2 separate regions of the Mus musculus genome follow, and region 2 is linked to region 1. The links are chromatin contacts, called in public HiChIP or PLAC-seq maps. All regions are on one chromosome and are shown on one strand. The core of a region is the stretch at or near the end of the contact, and the rest is flanking DNA. Distances in the headings are between cores, read along the strand shown.

Evidence for each region. HiChIP or PLAC-seq counts read pairs in DNA pulled down with a chosen protein or histone mark.
Region 2: a FOXA1 HiChIP or PLAC-seq map of pancreatic cancer cells shows a contact between it and region 1. The contact joins two enhancer-like sites. A contact is called at or near these places in 3 of 39 promoter capture datasets (cranial neural crest, embryonic stem cells and pre-B cells), 1 of 15 datasets of contacts at CTCF or cohesin (embryonic stem cells), 10 of 484 Hi-C or Micro-C datasets (the G1E-ER4 cell line, double positive thymocytes and embryonic stem cells) and 4 of 115 datasets of contacts at active chromatin or transcription factors (astrocytes, embryonic stem cells, memory CD8 T cells and 1 more).

What each region holds. Positions count from the first base shown.
Region 1 is chr10:126,927,301-126,930,599 of GRCm38.p6, forward strand. No RefSeq gene overlaps it. Among named protein-coding and RNA genes, the nearest start is that of Gm30456, 6.2 kb to the right of the region's middle. Within about 2 kb of position 1,486, at least 236 of the 459 cell types and tissues checked have an H3K27ac peak or open chromatin away from gene starts, as enhancers often do. A contact at or near this core is called in pancreatic cancer cells, where this site is marked.
Region 2 is chr10:127,149,218-127,152,516 of GRCm38.p6, forward strand. No RefSeq gene overlaps it. Among named protein-coding and RNA genes, the nearest start is that of Gm51819, 9.2 kb to the right of the region's middle. Within about 2 kb of position 1,569, at least 62 of the 459 cell types and tissues checked have an H3K27ac peak or open chromatin away from gene starts, as enhancers often do. A contact at or near this core is called in pancreatic cancer cells, where this site is marked.

The sequences.
Region 1 (3,299 bases), core at 236-2,735:
ATTGCTGGTCCTCAAAAATACTGTTGACCTGCATTCTCATTTGGCTGGGTGGGGGGGTGTAGGGAGAGGGTTGCTCCCTCTGCCTTCACAGGGAATCATAGTTCATTCTCCGCCCACACTCACGGTGCTTTCAAGTGACTGGCCACCCTGCAGAGTTCCAGCCTCAATTTTCACCACCTCAGTTTTCCAAAATGATCGCCCACTCTGTTCATCCCTCCCCCACCAGCACCACACTCCGTCCTCCCTCCCACTGAGACACCTAGCAGGCTGACCCCCCACCCTGCCTCCAGTTCAAGTCCACCTGCAGCCAAGGCCCCCAGAGGAGCCCTCCTCCCAAAGCCTGCAGGACTCATTATCCAAACTATTCATCCCCAGGTAATTACGCACTGCCTGTGACTCTCTTCTGTTTAGCCTGGAACGGGGCTTTAAAACTGCCTGTGCAGCTTGATCCAACTCCTGCTTCATCACAAGGCTGTCTAACGGCTGTTTCTCCCTCTCCACAGTGCCTAGGAGGTAGACAATAGATGCTAGATGTATGCAATGGTTGATTTTTCTTCCCACATACAGTGTCCTCAAACAGCCAGAGCTGATGAGAATAGTAAGCACCTGTTTTAGAACTCTGGCTAACAGAATTCTCCCACAGGCCAGTTCTCTCCTAGGCCCTCAGGATCCAAAGCAGGCACCCGGGGCTTCAGCCGGTTGCTCTGAGACACTGCTGTCCACAGAGGCTGCTGGCCCACCTCTGAAAGGAGACCCCAGTCCCGCGAGGGTTTCTGACTTGGTGATACGTTTTCCTTGCCTCTCTCTGGTCCCCAGCCCAAGGAACTATCCCAAGTACGGACCAAGGGTAAACCCTGAACTGTGTGACAAGTCCCTAGCTGAGGCCACTCCTGCCCAGCTTGCCCCTGGTCAAAGGCACCCAGGAGAGCCCCTGCCCTTGGGAGAGAAAGAAGACACTGCACCTTTAAGTCTGCAGCCGGTTGAGAAAAACAAGCTGTGATTTATATAAGCGGGAAAATCATGTGATTTGCAGGAACGCTGCCTCCTCCCCGGCCCCCGCCCGTCGCCTTTGAGCCCGTCCCAAAGGGCTGGGGCGCGGCCGGAGCTGGGCTGCAGGGGCGTGGGGTGCGGGCGGGGCGCTGGGCATAAAGCTGCCCCGGGACCTCTGGGTGGCTCTGCCCTGTTTCCGACGCTGGACCTGGGCGGCGGCAGCCCCTCGCGCCGTGGAGTTTGGTCCCCAGATAGCCTCAGGGAGCGCAGACCCCTGGCGCTGCCGCTCCTTCTGCGACCCGACACTGAGGTCGCACAGAACAACCTCGGTCCCCAAGCCAACTCGGCCTGCCCCCATCAAGCCAAAGTGTGGCTTGAGACACCGAAGCTGTTCGCAACTTCTCCCAGAAAAAGGAAAACCCGGGCCCCACACACTGGTTTCTGTGTCCCAAAACACCCAGCAGGGGGCGGGGAAGAGAGAGCATTTTGGGAAATGGTTGGGAAAGGGCATGATGAAAGCCATTCCCACAGCTGAGATTGGTAGGGAACGGGCCACCAGGCCACCAGCTTTCGGGGAGAAAACAAAACAATCCCCTGGTGTGGCCCTTTCAGACAAAACTGAAGAAGAAAGATGTCCTGAGAAATCTTAAAGAGAGGCAGTGTCTCTGTGTGGAGCCCACACCCACGCGCAAGTTCAGTCTGACTGCTCCAAGAACAAGGAAGGGCGTCACTCCTTCGTGGAAAGGGGCGGGCAAGGCCACAATCGCAAGTAGGAGAGAGGACACACATCCAAAACCAAGCCGAAGAGAAGTGGAGGGCTTTCTCGGGAGAAGAGAGAGGGAGGGAAAGACGGGCATCTCTCAGTACATAAACCACAAAGACCGGCTCCCAAAGGACCCCAGAAAGGATGCCATGGTCTTTGAAAAGTAACCAAGGCCAGACATGCACCACAGCCTCTCTATTCTATTTAACTTCCCCCTGGCAGGGGATAGACGACTTTTAGGATCGGTGGCTTCTCCTGCAGAATAAACGCGATGCTAATGAACAACTTGGTGACATACAGATCATGACCTCAGACTCCAGCCTAGGTCAGCCGGAGCCTGCCCTCTGCAGCCAGAGGCCAACTGAGCAAATTTTCTGTACCACGCTCCCACCTCTGCTGTACCCCACGCAGGGTCTTTAGGCTGAGTTCATAAGGCACCCGGTGTCCTGACTGCCACGGGAAGCAGACTCATCCTGGTGAGCAAATGTTTGGGGTTGTTCTATAAAACCCAAAGAAAAACCACAGTAAGTAACAGTATTCCAGAAGGTTCTAGATGTGCACACTTTGCCTTCAAATACTAACGCCATTCATCCAGTGTGTGTGCTTGGCACAGAGCTGGACGGTGGGGGTCCAATGAAAGGGCAGCCCCTCCCTGAGCCTGGATGCTGCCTCACAGAAAGAGGCAAAGAAAGACGTTTCTGTCCTCCCCTGGGCAGCCAGCCCACCCAGGCCCTCCCAGCCCACCCCACCACCCCCAGCAGGTGTTGCCCCCATTCCTGCTCTGTGTGCCTTATGGTTTCTGCCAAGAGCCAATCCTATCAGAAGGCTCTAACTCCCTAGGGTTTGGGCAGTGGTTATAAGAGGTACCCTAAAGATCTCTCCAGAAAGTGAGATCAGAGATGGCAGCCTCCTGATTCCCTCCCCAAATGATAAAGCCAGCAAGTGAGAGTTTGGGGCCCACTTGGATCTCCCCCCCCCCACCTTGTGTTCTCTCCCCACCCCCACCCCACCCTCTGTCTCTCCCTCCCTCCCTCCTCTTCTTCTTCCTCTCTCTCTATTCTCTGGTGTAGCCTTCCAGCATCCAGGACTGCTCCTCTCAAAGCTTCCTGAGCCAAGGATTTGCCCAGCTTACATACAGCTCAACTGCCCTCTGATCTCTGGGGTGCTGAACCCCCTTAGCCCTGCACAGATTCCTCCTGGATCACCCACCGGTCTCTTCTGTTGCTGTAAGATTTGCTGACTGCAGGTGCTCCACCATCCACCATTAAGTACAATTCTGACCACTGCTCCCGTGAGCCCTCCTATACGTATCAGTCAGTCTCTGCCTTATTCTTGGGGCTATTCAAATATTTCCCATATTCAAATATCTCTCCTATTTCAAGCTCCCCTCCGCCCTTCACAGGCACAGCCTGACAGTGCTCAGAGGAAGACTGTGAGCCTGCAGCGAGCCAAGATTTTAAAGGAACAAACAAATTAAGGGCCTGATCTGAGAACACCCAGGAAGCCACGAGCTCTGCTACCTTTAAAAGGGATCTCTGAGGCTTTT
Region 2 (3,299 bases), core at 319-2,818, 220 kb after region 1:
ATGCACCTCAATGCCTTGGCCAGGGTCTGAAACAAAACAAACAGGATTAAATATAATCAGTGTTAGGTCAAGAGTTGCCAAGGAGCAAGCATAAGGAAGCAGAGAGGAGAGTCTTTGAGTCGAAGGGTATTTAAGACAGGGTGGAGAAGAAAAAGCCTTTTCCTTCTGGGAAGTCAGTGGAATAAGGAGGTCAGTGGGGTGCTTTCTCTGTCTCTCAGGGCTTGCAGGTTTTCACCCAGCATCTGGCTCCTGAATCTTCATTTGGTAAGTCAAACATCTGGCATTTTGTTTTTTTTTAAACAATGAAGAGATGTTATTGCAGAGTCTAATAAAACATAAAGAATCTCGAGGACTTTAAAAATATTATATTCCAAATAACTGGAAAACTTAGATGAAATTAATAAATTTCTAGACTCATGAGACCTATCAAGATTAAACCGAGAAGATATAACAGGTGTCTAGCCAGCTGAGGAGTGGAGGGCTGCTGGTGGGTCAGTCTCATTGGCCCTCAGGGGCTCCCTCCTTTGATAGATGGAAAACTTGAAGTAACTTCAGGCTACCCTCATTTTTGGAAAATAAATAGAATTATTCACGAAGTAACTGAGTCAATGGGGTGTGAATTAGACAATAGTGTACACATACACTATGCACTCATATCCTGTGCACACACACTGTGCACACATGCCCTGTTCACACATGTCCTGTGCACACACACATTGTATACACACACTGTGCACACACAAACTATACACACATATACTCACATATACACACATACCCTGTGTACACATACATTGTGCACACATACTGTGCACACACATACTGTGCGCACACACTGTGCACATAAACCCTGTGCACACACACACATACACATACACAAACACTGGGCTGCAATACTATGCCAAACAAGAGTGCTCTAAAGGGTGAATACTTCTGCCAGATGTGAAGTGTGTGGGTGGATTTGGTGGTGTTTGGTTGGTTAATTTGGTTCAGTTTTGGTTGTTGTTGTTGTTGTTGTTGTTGTTGTTGTTTTGAACAGGGTTTGTTTATATAGTCTTTAATGTCCTGGAACTAGCTCTATAGACTAGGCTGGCTTCAAACTCACAGGGACCTTGCTGGGTTCGTATCCTAAAAGATAATTCTTCCTTCCTTGTTTCCCAGATCAAGGCTCACCCGCTGCGCTTAGATGCAGAAAGTTTGATTTCATAACTTGTCATAGTGGAAAACTGGGTTTGTCCATAGAGTTTCTCCTCTCACCCTAGAAAAACAAAACAAAACAGGATACACCCCATGTCTATGCATGCATGTGGGTGTCCATGGAGGCCAGAAGGAGCCACCAAGACCCCTGCCTGTGCTGGAGTAACAGACGGTTTACTTTGATGCTAAAAACCAAACCCGGATCCACTGCAAGAGCAGTGACTTAACAATGACTCATTTCCCCAACCACTAAATTGTTTTCAGTTTTTAAATCCAGTTAGTTATTTGTTAACTTCAGAGGCAAGCCAAGCTGCCTAGGACTGAAGTCTCACTGTTGCCCGTGAGTGCCAGCCAGTGCGCCACACTCTTGTTGGAGATGAACTGTAGGGCCAAAGGTCAGTGTCAGCCCAGGGACACCACCATTCCTGGTTTCTTATCACCTCATAACTGGGGGTGACTGGGAGCTCTGACATGGAGCAGGGCTGCGTGTGTGTGTGTGTGTGTGTGTGTGTGTGTGTGTGTGTGTGTGTAGTTTATACATGGTTAAATAAAGTAATAGTTGGGGAGACAGCTTAAGCAGATCCACAATCATCAATGAAATTAAAACAGAAATGAAGAGCCTCCCAATAGCTGAGCAGTGGTAGTGCACACCTTCAGACCCAGCACTTGGGAAGCAGAGGTAGAAGGATCTCTGTGAGTTTGAAGCCAGCCTGGTGTACAGAGTGACAGCTATGGCTACACAGGAAAATCTTGTCTCAAAAACCAAAACACCAAAACCCAAGAAAACAAAAGGCTTAGGGTTTTACTGCTGTGAACAGACAACATGACCAAGGCAACTCTTATAAGGACTGGCTTATTTAATTTAATCGCATTTAATTGGGGCTGGCTTACAGGTTCAGAAGTTCAGTCCATTATCATCAAGAGCATGGCAGCATCTGGGCAGGCATGGTGCAGGAGGAGCTGAGAGTTCTCCATCTTCATTTGAAGGTTGCTAGCAGAATACAGGCTTCCAGGCAGCTAGGATGAGGTCTTAAGCCCACGCCCACAGTGACACACCTACTTCAACAAGGCCACACCTCCTAATAGTGCCACTCCCTGACCCAAGCACATACAAACCATCATAAGAGGTAAGCACAGAGAAGCAAACACTGGAGCTGGTCCACAAAGCAGGAACAGTGGGAACACCACCAAATGCATCGATGAAGGCAGCACTTCCCTGGTACCAAAACCAGAAGAAGAAACGAAGAAAGGAAATTATAGTCCAACTTCCTTGGACACAGGAACAACAACAACCAATCAATCAAATTTAGGCAAACTAACTCAAGAACACGTTCAGGCAGGAGCAGATGGACTGGGCTAAAGTATAAAGAAAACGTCATAAAAGACCCATTACTCTAGGTGCACACCAAAAAAGTAATTTTTAAAATAGGAAAGGAACAATGATAACATTGGGGAGACAAGAGCCAGGACTGGACCATCCATAAGTCCAGTCCCAGGGGATCTGGTGCCTTCTGACTCCTGAGGTCACTCAGCACACACGTGGTGCATGCACATACATGAAGGTAAAACATATAACATCAATAAATCTAAAAAAAAATATTTTCAAAGAAGGTGAGTGACGACAAGATGACTTAGCAGGTAAAGGGACTCAGTACCTAACCTGACAACCAGAGTTTGGTTCCCAGGATCCATACAGTGGAAAGATGTAGCCGTCCAGCAGCCATGGATGAACTGGGTACCTGAAAGGGAGGCTGGAAATGAAAAAGGATGGGGCAGAGATAAGAGAAGGATGAAGCCAAGACAAAGTTTTCTGATCAAAGCTCAAAGTTTAATATTCAGCTCTGTGTTTATATAGGGAAAACCCACAGACCCGTCCTTTGTTTCAGCTGGATTGTGTTCCTGTAGGAAACCGCAGAGGAGGCAAGGCAGGAGACTCCACCCTAGGTCGGAGGAAGACCAACTGGGGCAAACACTTAAAGTCTATTTAGCCTGCTCAGGGCTGGGGGAAGGGCACAGAAAGAGAGTTCCACTAGACAGGAGCACTATGGCACATGAACATACACATGCATATACCACACAGACAGACAGACAGATGACAGACA